Linked DNA regions of Mus musculus: regions 1, 2 and 4 are each linked to region 3. The links are chromatin contacts, called in public Hi-C, HiChIP or PLAC-seq and promoter capture Hi-C maps. All regions are on one chromosome and are shown on one strand. Each heading gives the region's core, a stretch centred on a gene start, on an enhancer-like site or on the middle of the called end of the contact. The rest is flanking DNA. Distances are from core to core; before and after follow the strand shown.

What was found. Promoter capture Hi-C pulls out the DNA fragments that hold promoters and counts their contacts. Hi-C and Micro-C count contacts between places; a contact is called where the count stands out from the background. HiChIP or PLAC-seq counts read pairs in DNA pulled down with a chosen protein or histone mark.
Region 1: a promoter capture Hi-C map of 3T3-L1-derived adipocytes shows a contact between it and region 3, with 4 times the contacts expected there. The contact joins the promoter of Tgif2 here to the promoter of Soga1 in region 3. A contact is called at or near these places in 26 of 39 promoter capture datasets (the 3T3-L1 cell line, 3T3-L1-derived adipocytes, the C10 cell line and 16 more), 4 of 484 Hi-C or Micro-C datasets (cardiomyocytes, embryonic stem cells, granulocyte-monocyte progenitors and 1 more), 28 of 115 datasets of contacts at active chromatin or transcription factors (the NIH/3T3 cell line, bone marrow-derived macrophages, cardiomyocytes and 20 more) and 6 of 9 other capture datasets (adipose tissue, bone marrow-derived macrophages, embryonic stem cells and 3 more).
Region 2: a contact with region 3 is called in a Hi-C map of cerebellum, with 3 times the contacts expected there. The contact joins the enhancer-like site here to the promoter of Soga1 in region 3. A contact is called at or near these places in 4 of 39 promoter capture datasets (the C10 cell line, embryonic stem cells, hematopoietic stem and progenitor cells and 1 more), 1 of 484 Hi-C or Micro-C datasets (cerebellum), 5 of 115 datasets of contacts at active chromatin or transcription factors (the NIH/3T3 cell line, embryonic forebrain, embryonic stem cells and 1 more) and 3 of 9 other capture datasets (adipose tissue, liver and pancreatic islet).
Region 4: a contact with region 3 is called in an H3K27ac HiChIP or PLAC-seq map of epiblast stem cells. The contact joins the enhancer-like site here to the promoter of Soga1 in region 3. A contact is called at or near these places in 13 of 39 promoter capture datasets (the 3T3-L1 cell line, the C10 cell line, the HPC-7 cell line and 8 more), 2 of 15 datasets of contacts at CTCF or cohesin (the NIH/3T3 cell line and large pre-B cells), 16 of 484 Hi-C or Micro-C datasets (3T3-L1-derived adipocytes, the Ba/F3 cell line, the C2C12 cell line and 10 more), 23 of 115 datasets of contacts at active chromatin or transcription factors (acute myeloid leukemia, bone marrow-derived dendritic cells, bone marrow-derived macrophages and 16 more) and 3 of 9 other capture datasets (adipose tissue, liver and macrophages).

What each region holds. Positions count from the first base shown.
Region 1 is chr2:156,838,531-156,841,287 of GRCm38.p6, forward strand. It overlaps Tgif2 (TGFB-induced factor homeobox 2), which reads left to right and starts at 1,477. Exons shown (of 3, transcript NM_173396.3): 1 at 1,477-1,708. It overlaps LOC115486128, which reads right to left and starts at 2,718. Exons shown (of 5, transcript XM_030252280.1): 1 at 2,652-2,718; 2 at 1,186-2,469; 3 at 1-6. The coding sequence starts at 2,718. The coding sequence ends at 5.
Region 2 is chr2:156,938,972-156,941,682 of GRCm38.p6, forward strand. Ndrg3 (N-myc downstream regulated gene 3) reads right to left here. Exons shown (of 16, transcript NM_013865.2): 9 at 1,386-1,442. Among named protein-coding and RNA genes, the nearest start is that of Ndrg3, 52 kb to the right of the region's middle. Within about 2 kb of position 1,265, at least 12 of the 459 cell types and tissues checked have an H3K27ac peak or open chromatin away from gene starts, as enhancers often do. A contact at or near this core is called in cerebellum, where this site is marked.
Region 3 is chr2:157,077,944-157,080,833 of GRCm38.p6, forward strand. Soga1 (suppressor of glucose, autophagy associated 1) reads right to left here and starts at 1,322. Exons shown (of 15, transcript NM_001164663.1): 1 at 286-1,322. The coding sequence starts at 966. It also overlaps a transcript of Tldc2 not described here.
Region 4 is chr2:156,903,918-156,906,659 of GRCm38.p6, forward strand. No RefSeq gene overlaps it. Among named protein-coding and RNA genes, the nearest start is that of Sla2, 18 kb to the left of the region's middle. Within about 2 kb of position 1,339, at least 19 of the 459 cell types and tissues checked have an H3K27ac peak or open chromatin away from gene starts, as enhancers often do. A contact at or near this core is called in cerebellum and epiblast stem cells, where this site is marked.

The DNA of each region.
Region 1 (2,757 bases), core at 227-2,726, 240 kb before region 3:
AGGCTCCTGTCACAAAGAAAAGACACCTGCTGCACACGCCTGGATCGTATGAGATCCAGGGCACATCTCCAGATTCACTGGGCTATCCCTCTATTTTCCCTCCATGTCACACCTATATGACAGTCCCTGCTTTTTGCCAAGACCTAATTGGTTTTTACTTTTCTTACCTAAGATTTCCCATCTCCTTCATTCTTTCAAAGGTCTGTGGCTGGAATATGACTTGGCTAAGAAATTGCTTGTGACCAACTCTCTGAGACTTGGTGTCACCATCAGTAAAAAAGAGGGTTCTGGGCAATGTTTTTGATTTTGGATGGCCATCTTGGTTTCAAGGATTTCCAGGCAAGTCCGGCTTCTATGAAACCCACCTTAAGATGCTTTTAATCGGCATCCTGACTGGCTTAGGGCCTTCTGGTAGGAAAACTTAACTTTGGTTGCCAAAGTTTTTGTGACTACAGTACAACGAAAAACAAAAGCTTGAGTCTGCTGCAGCAATGACAGCTGTTGTCTCTGTCACTTAGCTGCAGCAGGTGCGCCACTCTTAAGTCTGACCCAAGACCCAAACTCAACAGTAAAATGATTAGAAGATAACAGCATTAAAAAAAATAACAATCAGGGAAGACTGTTCGGATGCTGTTGGTTCTGGCACGTGGGTCTCAGGTTTCTGGGCCTATATGATCACAAACCCAGAAAAGGCCTGTTAGCTGGAGTTAGGCTATGCCACACTTATGCAGATAGCAAGAGACAGACAAACAGTCAGGGAACTTGGACGCAAGGAAAACTTGAGGTAAAATGACCCTAGCCTGGACCGCTGGAAGCGCCTAGCCTCACCCTCTCCAACTGGGGTTAGCCACCAAGGGAAAGGCTCGGCTCTATCATCAGACCCACCTGGCCAAAGGACACTGGCACACGTGGTAAGGCAGGGACCAGCGAGTAAATGCGGCCACCTCCAAATTGCGACACGGTGCCTGCCTCACTCACGCTCCTGGGGTGCAGCCTGTACTCACCCCTGGCCGACCATCTGCGCTAGGCTTGGGGTTTTATCCCAAGTGGTCTTCGCCGCGCCGTTTGCCTTATGAGCGGACAAAACAACTGGTCCTTTAGCACCTGGGAGTTACTCTGAGCCGACTGAGCCTCAGTTTCCCCATCCCCACAAGGGCAAGCTCCCAGAGGAGGAGGCGAACTTACAAAGGTACGGGGACTGGCACCCTTTGTGCCTGGTAGTGCCCCCACCCCCATGGAGGAGCACACAGTAGGCGCTCCGGAAACACTCTCTGAAAGGAGGAGCGGGCCACTTCCTGCCCTGGAGCTGACTCCGGGAGCCCTGGTCCCACCGCTCCGCCCCGGGCCCCGGCCATGCGGCATTCCTAAGGTGGGTGGGCGCAGGAAGGAGGTGCCGCGGGCCCGCCCCCTCCGACGCGTGGGCGGGGCGAAGCCCCCTGGCTCTGCGGGCCCGCCCCCGAGGGTGGGCGTAGCTGGCCACGCTCTGCACAAAGTTTGTTTCTGCCTCGGGGCGGTGGGGGAGGGTGCGGCAGGCGGGATGGGAGGAGAGGGGATCTGACGTCAGGTCGCGAGGTGCTTTCCAGCCGCGAGCTGTCAGGCGGGTGTCAGACCCGGCAGGTACGCGGCGCGTTCCCCCGGTGCCCCCCGCCCCGGCCGGGTGGTCCCACACCCCACCGAGGCCGCGTGGGCCGGAAAGCCGCCAGGGAAGGTGAGTGCGGGGCGCCGAGGGGCTGGAGACGCGGGAGGAGGCGCGCGGACAACTTGGAAAGTTTCTTGGGGCGACGGGGCGGGGGAGGGGGCGTCGTCCCGGCGCGTGCGACAGTGGGTGTGTGAGCCCCGGGGGTGTGTGTGAGTCGGGACCGCGGAACGCTGGCGCGGAATGCCGGGGTTGGCGGGGGGGGCGCTGTTCGGGGTCCTTGAGGGAGGGCTCGGCTCCCAAAGCTCCCAAAGCTCCTCTGGGAGAGGGCAGCCGGTGCCCTGCAGCGGGGTGAGCGCGCGGGGAGCGGGTTTGTTTGGTTTCAAAAGTGCACGTTGCTAACCGCCGGCAGCCCCCCCCCCTCCCGCACGGCGACAGAGCGGGACCGGGGGCCGCCGAGTGACAGCTGGAGGTGGGGGCCGCGGGCGGGGCTCCGACGGAGAGGGCTTGGGAGCCCGCGCGAGTTCCCCTTTCCTTTGGAACAAAGGAAAGTCTGTCTCCGAGGCATCTGTCACTCCCAGGCGGGCCAAGGCTGTGGGGCGCGTGGGGCTGGCGACGCGGAGAAAGTTTGTGCGCGCCGGGACCCCGGGACCAGGCGAAGGGCAGCCGAGCGTCTTGCGGGGGCTGTGCGCGTCCCCGATGTAGGGGGGGCGGCCAACATGGAGTCCAGGCGCAGAGTTGGGGGGGGGGGGCGGCGCGGAGGTTGGAGCCCAGCCCCCTCTTTTCCCCTCCCCCTCCGGGCCGAGTTCGGAGCACAAAGCCGAGCGCGCACGCTCCGGCGGCCCCGCGCCCCAAGAGTCACCCTGCGCGGAGTACCAGGGAACGGGCTGGGAACTAAACTTTTTCCTGTCCCAAAATGGACACGTGAGTTTTTTTTTTTTCCTTGCAAAGTCGTCCCCCCCCCCCAACCCCCAAGCGCCGGGTGGCGGACCGACAGGGGAGCTGTTGCTCGCACCGTGACTCTGGTGGGGGACAGTTGAGTGAGGGTGCCTTGAGCGCCGGCGGATTCGTCGGCGCCCCATGAGCCATGTGCTCCGTTGCGTCTGGGCCGCGGGGGAGGC
Region 2 (2,711 bases), core at 15-2,514, 140 kb before region 3:
TAAAAATTAGGCAAAAGTAAAGAAGAGAGGTAATGGAACAGTGAGTGTGTTTCGGGGGATTAATGAATAGGAAGAAGAGAACCTCTTTGTTCTCTTTGTATGGAGACATTTTATACAGTAATATATGTAGATATATAAGAGAATCTATAGGACAAAGGTCAGAGGCACGCACTTACAGTATGTGCATCATAGTGTATGTGAGTTATGCCCCCTTTGTCAAGAATACAATATGGACGGAGGTTACCCACGAAGAACCAGATTAAAATCCCAGCACTTGGAAAGCTAAAGGAAGAGCATCCAAGTTTGATGCCAATCCTGGGGACAGACATTGTCAAAAGCAAGAGAGCAGGGAATCAGAAGACCTAGAGTGATTGCCTATGAGAAACAGGAAATGGATGTTTCATAGATTTTCTATAATAAGCCTGAATAAGCTCTTCTTCCTAAATGTATAATATTAGTAAAAAAATAAAATGAAAAAAAAAGAGAAAATAATAACAGGAAGACTATAACTTTGGAACTAGACCCTGATTCAAATGTCAGCTCCATCACTTTCATGTGGACAATGGTGGTATATTATGCTGTGTTTCAGGCCTTTGGTTTCCCTCTCTCAAAATTAAGCCAAGGTGCTGGAGAGATTGCTAAGCGGTTAAGAGCACTGGCTCTTCTTTCAGAAGATCCAGGCTTATACCACCTACACCAGATAAAATAAAAACTACTCAGCAGGCACATAGCCAGTAGGTGGTGACAGCCTGCTGTATCTCGACCTTCCATTCTCCTTTAGGGGTATTTAGAATTAAGGATGCAAACTAACTGAGCAGCCTCCACGCCTCCCTGTAACTGCCCCTCCACACCCCAGCCCCTCACAGCTCCACACCTCATCGAGCAGTGTCTCCATCACTCACTTTCCCTTAGAAATCAGGACTGGAGGCAAATCCCCCACCAACAGCTGTCCATCCCAGGACAGCAGCCGTCCTGCTGGACACCAGTGTCCCTCAGTCCCTGGCTGGATGAGGTCATCTCTAAGCTCCTTTCCCAATAGCAGCTCAGCGCTCTTGGCTTGTCTCCTCTGAAATGTTGATTCCTGTGAAGCCCTTCCTGAACCTCCTGGTGGCTCTAAAGCTGTCTGCTGAGGCACTGGTGTTGTCAAACATACCCAGATGGCATTCTGCTCACGGGGGACAGGTGGGGAGAGGCTGTTTTCTGTCTCTCTCTGAGTGCCAAGATCCGTGAGGCTAAGAGAAGCCCCTCCTGCAGGGCTAGCCTTTGCAGGCCCACGTGCCCTTCTGACTGCAAGGACCATGCTCTTTGCAGGATCCGTGCATTGCAATGAGCCTCTTTCTCTCCTGAAGCACAGGAAGGCTTTTTGTACAAGAACAGGAGCTTACCTGGCCAAAGTGATGAGCCAGAATTATGTCCACAATGTTGGTGGTAAAACCTGAGAGCTAAAAGATAAAAAATGGTGTTAAGCTGGGCGTGGTGGCACATGCCTTTAATCTGAGCACTCAGGAGGCAGGGGCAGGCGAATTTCTCTGGTCTACAAAGTGAGTTCCAGGACAGCCAGGGCTATACAGAGAAACCCTGTCTCGAAAAACCACCACCACCACCACCAAAACCCAAAAAAACCCAAAATGGTGTTAATAGAGTTAGCAAGTGTGAGTATTTCACAGGCTGTCCACTAAAGGAAGGTGTTCTTTTCTGTCCAAACATTATTCCTCAATAAAACAAGAGGTCACAGGGCATGGTGGCAAACAACTGTAATCCCAGTTACTAGGATGAGAGAGGTTAAGGGAGGAGGACCATAGTTTGAAGTTAGACGGGATGTATAGGAAGTTACTGGTCAGCATATGCTACAGAGAGAGACCATTTTTTCAAACCAGACAAACCCTACAAATTTAGTGTGATATATTTGTGTGACACAGTATTTTCAAAGAAACATAGGAAGTCTGAAAAAGGTTAAATTTCCATTCTAAGGTAGTATGGCATACTTTGAAATAGGGGCATTGTAGCAGGGTATTTTATAGTTACACCTACAGACCCATGAATTCAGAAGGCCGGGGTAGAAGGTTTAGTTTACTTCAGCACTGGACTTGGAGATTAACCCTAGTGACCTTGGGAGACCTAATCTCAAAAAGAAAAAGATAAAAAGAAAGCTAAAAAGGAGAGAGAGAAGGGGGTGGAGAGGGAAAAGGAGGGTTGAAGGACCGTGTGAGGGAACATGTTAGGTAGTGCTCTGAAACGTGCAGTCTGGGACGGTGGCCTCTGCTGCCTCCTCCCTGCCCCTAGTTTTGCATTTACACTGGGTTGATGGTGGGTAGAGATCAACTTACCACCCTGCCCAAGACATCCAAGACACAAAAAATAAGGTTCCTTCCAGTTTTAGCCATCTTTATTTCAGGGAGTGGGAGGAAAAGCTATATTTACAGAATGTTCTCACATTTTGAACATTTCTCTCCCAATTCTTCCCATTTCAAAACGATGCATCTCACAGTCTAATAAACGCGGCAATCTGTGTAAATCTGGAGACAGTCTATTTTCAGAAACAAATTTCAGCTCAACTCATCTTGCCAGTTCCCCGTTAGGCTTCTGCCTGGGTTCTGGATGGAATTCCCTCTGAGGACTTGGATGAGGTGGAGCTGAGGATGCAGGGAAGGAGGTGCGGGAGAGCCTTGGCCATGGGTGACAGGTTAGGGAAGAAAGATGGCCTGAGGTCA
Region 3 (2,890 bases), core at 72-2,571:
GATCTGGGACCGGGGTCCTGGGCAGGTTAGAGGGGGGGAAGGTCAGCCTTGGCTGACTATCCCCACTCACCCATCAGAACGTGTCCTCTAAAACAGTTTTACCGCGGGTGGGAAAGTGCACATTGGGGTCCTTTACTCGGTGTCTTATCCATAATCCTCCTCACCGGAAAAGTGGGAAGAGAAGGTGGGGCACTCTCCCTGCTTGGTCAGCGCCCTGGACTCTTGAGCCCGGATGACCAGTCCTCTCCCGCCCCTGCGCCTCCCCCATCCCCCCCAGGTCCCCACCTTGAGATAGTCGTTCTCGGAACGCAGCTCTTCCAGCTCCCGCACCAAGCCTCCGGGCCCACAGTCCAGCATCTCCTCGGTGAGGTCGGAGAAGGCTAGCGAGGCGCTGAGTGGCAAGCGGCTGCTGCCCACCGACGATGCGGCCACCGACGGCTCATCCGGGGAGGCGGGAGGCCGCGGAGGCTGCTGCCCCGACTGCGCTGGCTGGGGCGGCTGCCCGGTGCGGGTCCCCGCCGGGCCGCCCGCCGCAGACTCGGCGTCGCTGCTCAGCGCCAGCTCCAGGCCCAACTGGCGCGCCTCCTCCGACGCGCAGTCCGACACCTCGGAGCTACTGTCCGTGAGGCTGGGCGGCGGCGGCGGCGGGCGGGGCCCGGTACCGGGACGAGGGCGACCCTTGGCGCGGACCCCCGTGCGCACCCCGGCCACCCGAGGCCCCGTGCCTCGGGTACCAGGAGCCACCGCGCGCCCCTTCTTGTCGGGCCTCGCCGAGGACGCGGTGCCACAGGCTGTAGCGGAGCCCGGGCCTGTGCCGCGGCGGCCTTTGGCCAGAGACCAGCCGGCCACGTCCTTGGGCCGGGCTGGTGATGGCGCGCGGTGGCTTTTCTTCCTCTCCGCGGCGGGCGCGGGCGCAGGCGGGGGGCCGTAGCCCCGCGCCGATGACTCTCCCGCTGGCGTCTCCATCGCGGCCTCCCCGGGTCTCAGCGAGCGGCGCGCATGGCCCGGGAGTGGCCGGCTTGGGTGTCCCTGCGGCGGGTCTCGGATGCGCTCCCGCCGCTCAGGCCGCGACTGCGCTCCGGTCTCCTGCGTCCGGGGGCTGCGCTCGGGCCCTGCCCCGCGCCGCGCGGCCTCTCCGCCACTCGGTGCTCTCAGCGCGCGGCCCGATCTCCTCCAGGCGCCGCGACTCCGACTCCGGCTCCGCCCGGTGCCCGCCCCCTCCGCCTCGCCGCGCCCCCGGAGTGCGCCCGGACCCCGACTGCAGCCTGCTCGGCGATCGCCGCCTCGGACTCCCAGTCCGGCTGAGGCCAGGGCCCCGGCTCCGCCCGGCGCGGCCCGCCCCCCACGCAGCCCCGCCAGCTCCCCGCCCCGCCGCCTCGGCTCGGGGGCGCGCGGCTCGGCGAACAAAAGGCGGACGCGGCGGGAGCAGCGGGGAGGGACGCGAGCGGGGAGCGAGGGAGGGATCCGCGAGGCAACAGCGACCCCCTCGAGGGTCAGGCGGGCCCGGGCAGCCGCGGCCTCGGCTCGCTCCCGCCGCTCCGGGCCGCCGGCCGCTCCTCTGCGGGCTGGGGGATCACACCCGGCCGAGGAGCCTGGAAGCCCGGCGTCGCCGTAGGGGCCTCGTGGACGACAGGAGAGACTATTCCCTGGCAGAGGCCCCGCGGACCTCAAAGGGCCGGAGCCAGCATCCATGCACACCCAGCACCGCGCCGCGCGCCCCTTGTGGGTGCTGAGCCTGCGCGAACTCCGCCCCCTTTAACTGGGCATGACAAACGACCCCATCCTATAGAACCTTAAACTGAACACGACCTGGCACGCGGTCGGTTCTTGGTCTGAGAAGGAAGCAGGATGGATCCTACAGAGTATGCTGGACTCCTTTTGCCTCGTCTATCTGTCCGCTGCCATTGGAACCGTGGCGTTCCGCGTGCATCTTGGATCTTGCACACCCTAGTTGCCTATGAACCCGGGCATAGTCTTGTCTCCCCGACCCCAATTTCATGGTCTTTGCGATTAACTTCAGGCTGTGCCTTGAGGATGCCAGACCGTTAGGTGCTTAGGGGGCAGGTTCTAGGCCGGTTAGGGGCTGGCATGGGACTGTGACCCTGAATACCAACAGGGTCAGATTGACTCCACCACAGACTCCAAGGCCCCAGTATTGGTGGGCATGGTTTCTTTCCTCTTGAGCTATTCAGGCTATCAGAGTTAATTTCTCAGAATCCCTTACACCTTCCTCACCTCTGCCCTCTCCACACTGTGCCTAAACCATAGTAAGTTCTTTGGCCCTGGGAAGGCACTCATCAGCATGGTAGCTGCCCAGTCTCTTGCCACCCAGAAGGTAGCTCGTACACACACACACACACACACACACACACACACACACTATGCAGCCTCTTTTTCTTCCTTTAGACCCTTCTCGGTCTTTCTCTCCCCTTCTCTTTTCCCCCTTCTTTTCCATGGGTTCCTCGTCCTCCTCTTCTTCCCTCATCTTTACTTTGGCTCCTCCCCTTTCTCCTAACCTGACCTACATCATGGCCAACTAGTTCAAGGTCTACTCCTTTTTCTTTTATTGACCCACCATCCACCTCGAAGTACAAGCAGGTCTGCCTAGCACCTGGGAACCCTGAGGACCCTGGGGAGTCCTCCTACACCCAAGCCGCGGAGTCCAGTCCTAGCCTGCTCTAATGGGTCCATTACAAGTTCATTATCGTGATTGTCCCTGCTCTTAAGGGGCTCATTGAAGTGATACAGAGAGAATGTGCAGTTCTTGAAACTTGTTGCTTCCTATAGAACATGGGTTTTTGCAGTGTGAGGGCATATGCATGAGACCATCCTCAGCTGGGTAGGCACTAATGCAGACCATGCTCCATATTTCAACAAAGAATCTTAGAAT
Region 4 (2,742 bases), core at 89-2,588, 170 kb before region 3:
ACCCCCAGTCCCAGTGACAGGCACATGGGTGAGTCCACATTTGCACACATGATGGGTTCTCTTGCTTCTCTCCAGGTCCTGATGCCTCTGTGGCACCATGGACACGGTCTGAGGATTTCTCTTTCCCCTGTTTTGATCAAAACTAAAAGACAAACTAATTTCTCCATATGAGGACCCATATGCCACACACACACAAAGTTGTTTTTTTTGGATGTGGGCAAATGTTCAGGTCCAGAGCCAAACATTTTGGCCAGGAGCCCCGGTGACAAGTAGGTGATGGAGCCCCGGTGACAAGTAGGTGACGTCTTCAGCTGGAAACCAACCTGTGGGAAGGAGGCTTAGTTAGAAAGACAGAAGGAAGACCCTAATGTTGACCTCTAGCCTTCACACATATGTGCACACATGTACATAGGTACCACATGCATGCAAACACATACATTCATAACACACACACATGCATACATGAACAGAGAGAGAGAGAGAGGGAGGATATGGTCTAGGGTTTGGAGTTTGGAGTTGAGCTGGGCTTCAAATGTCAACTCCAGGGAGAAAGAGGGGTAGAAATTATATGAATACATGTGTGCTCATGTATGAAAGTCTCAAAGAACTAAAGCTAAAATGAAAAAAAAAACAATTTTCAACTCAATTTACAATATGGATAACATTAAATTTGGTCCTCGGTTTCCCTACTGTATTGGGCTATCAAACCTGGGAAAAATAACTAAGTTTGGATATCTGAAGCAATAGTTTTTGTTTGTTTTGTTCTTTTGAGACAAAAGGTCTCAAAGACAGGGTCTCTATGTAGCCCTGGCTATCCTGGAACTCAATTTGTAGGCCAGGCTCTGCATCCTGGAACTCACAGATATCCACCTGCCTCTGCTTTCCAAGTGCTAGGATTAAAGTTGTATGCCACCACACCCAGTAATTCTTTTAATTTTATTGAAAGTTCTTATTTGGGGGGCTGGAGAGATGGCTCAGCAGTTAAGACCACTGGCTGCTTTTCCACAGGACCCTGGTTTGATTCCTAGCATCCACATGGCAGCTTACAACTGTCTGTAACTCCAGATGCAGGTGGTCTGGCATGCTTACACAGACACACATGCGGGCAAACTGTCAATGCACGTAAAAGTAAATACATCTTTAAAGACATAAGAAAATTCTTCTTTCCTATGTGAATGTTTCTGCCCACATGTCTGTCTATGCACCAGATGCCTGCAGTGCAAGCAGAAGCCAGAAGGGGGTGAAAATCCTCTAGGAATGGAGATTACAAACAGGATATGGGACTAGGCATTGAACTGGGACCTCGGGAAGGAACAGTCAGTGCTCTTAACTGTTAAACCATCACTCCAGCAGCGGAAAGCAGCTTTCAAACTACTTAGCACGCACATCATCAGTAGGTGGTGACAGCCTGCTCCATCCGACCTTCCATTCTCCTTTAGGCATATTTAGAATTAAGGATGCAGACTGTGGAGAGCTTTTGGTACCACTTATAGAAATTTGGCAAGTACTTGTCACTGGGCTCAAGGAAGTAGGCTCAGACAAGCATATTCACATTTGGGCTACTGCAAGGCTCAAGGGGAACACAGCCAAGGAAGGTGTGACTTCCCTTTTGTCTTGGTAATCCTGATAAGCCCCCAGACCCAGAGACTTGGGGACTTTGTTTATTGCTTTGTTTGATTGCTACCAGGTGTGATCTCTTTGTTCCTTGCCTTGTTTAATCACATTGTCTGGGATCTAAGAACTGACCCTGTTCTTTGCTAGAACCTGGAGTGGTATAAATGCTGGCTGGGAAAAATGGAAGGAGCTTCAGCCTCAGAACTGGCTGGAGTTGGGTTGTAATGTTTGACTAATGTCTTTTTCTTTTCAATCCTCACTCCTGCCCTTGAGACCCTGTGGACTGACTGAGCTGGCTTGGCCAGCAGACTAACTGAGCAGCCTCCGCGCCTCCCTGTAACTGCCCCTCACAGCTCAGTGTCTACATCACTCACTTTCCCTTAGAAATCAGGACTGGAGGCAAATCCCCCACCAACAGCTGTCCATCCCAGGACAGCAGCCGTCCTGCTGGACACCAGTGTCCCTCAGCCCCTGGCTGGATGAGGTCATCTCTAAGCTCCTTTCCCAATAGCAGCACCTCACTGCTCTTGGCTTGTCTCCTCTGAAATGTTGATTCCTGTGAAGCCCTTCCTGAACCTCCTGGTGGCTCTAAAGCTGTCTGCTGAGGCACTGGTGTTGTCAAACATACCCAGATGGCATTCTGCTCACGGGGGACAGGTGGGGAGTGGCTGTTTTCTGTCTCTCTCTGAGTGCCAAGATCAGTGAGGCTGAGAGAAGCCCCTCCCAGAGGACTGGCCTTTGCAGGCCCACGTGCCCTTCTGACTGCAAGGACCATGTTCTTTCTCTGCAGGATCCGTGCATTGCAATGAGCCTCTTTCTTTCCTGAAGCACAGGAAGGCTTTTTGTACAAGAACAGGAGCTTACCTGGCCAAAGTGATGAGCCAGAATTATGTCCACAATGTTGGTGGTAAAACCTGAGAGCTGCCGGGCATGGTGGTGCATGCCTTTAATCCCAGCACTTGGGAGGCAGAGGCAGGCAGATTTCTGAGTTTGAGGCCAGCCTGGTCTACAAAGTGAGTTCCAGGACAGCCAGGGCTATACAGAGAAACCCTGTCTCAAAAAACCAAAACAAACAAACAAACAAACAAAAAACAAAAAACAAACAAACAAACAAAAAAACCCCGAGAG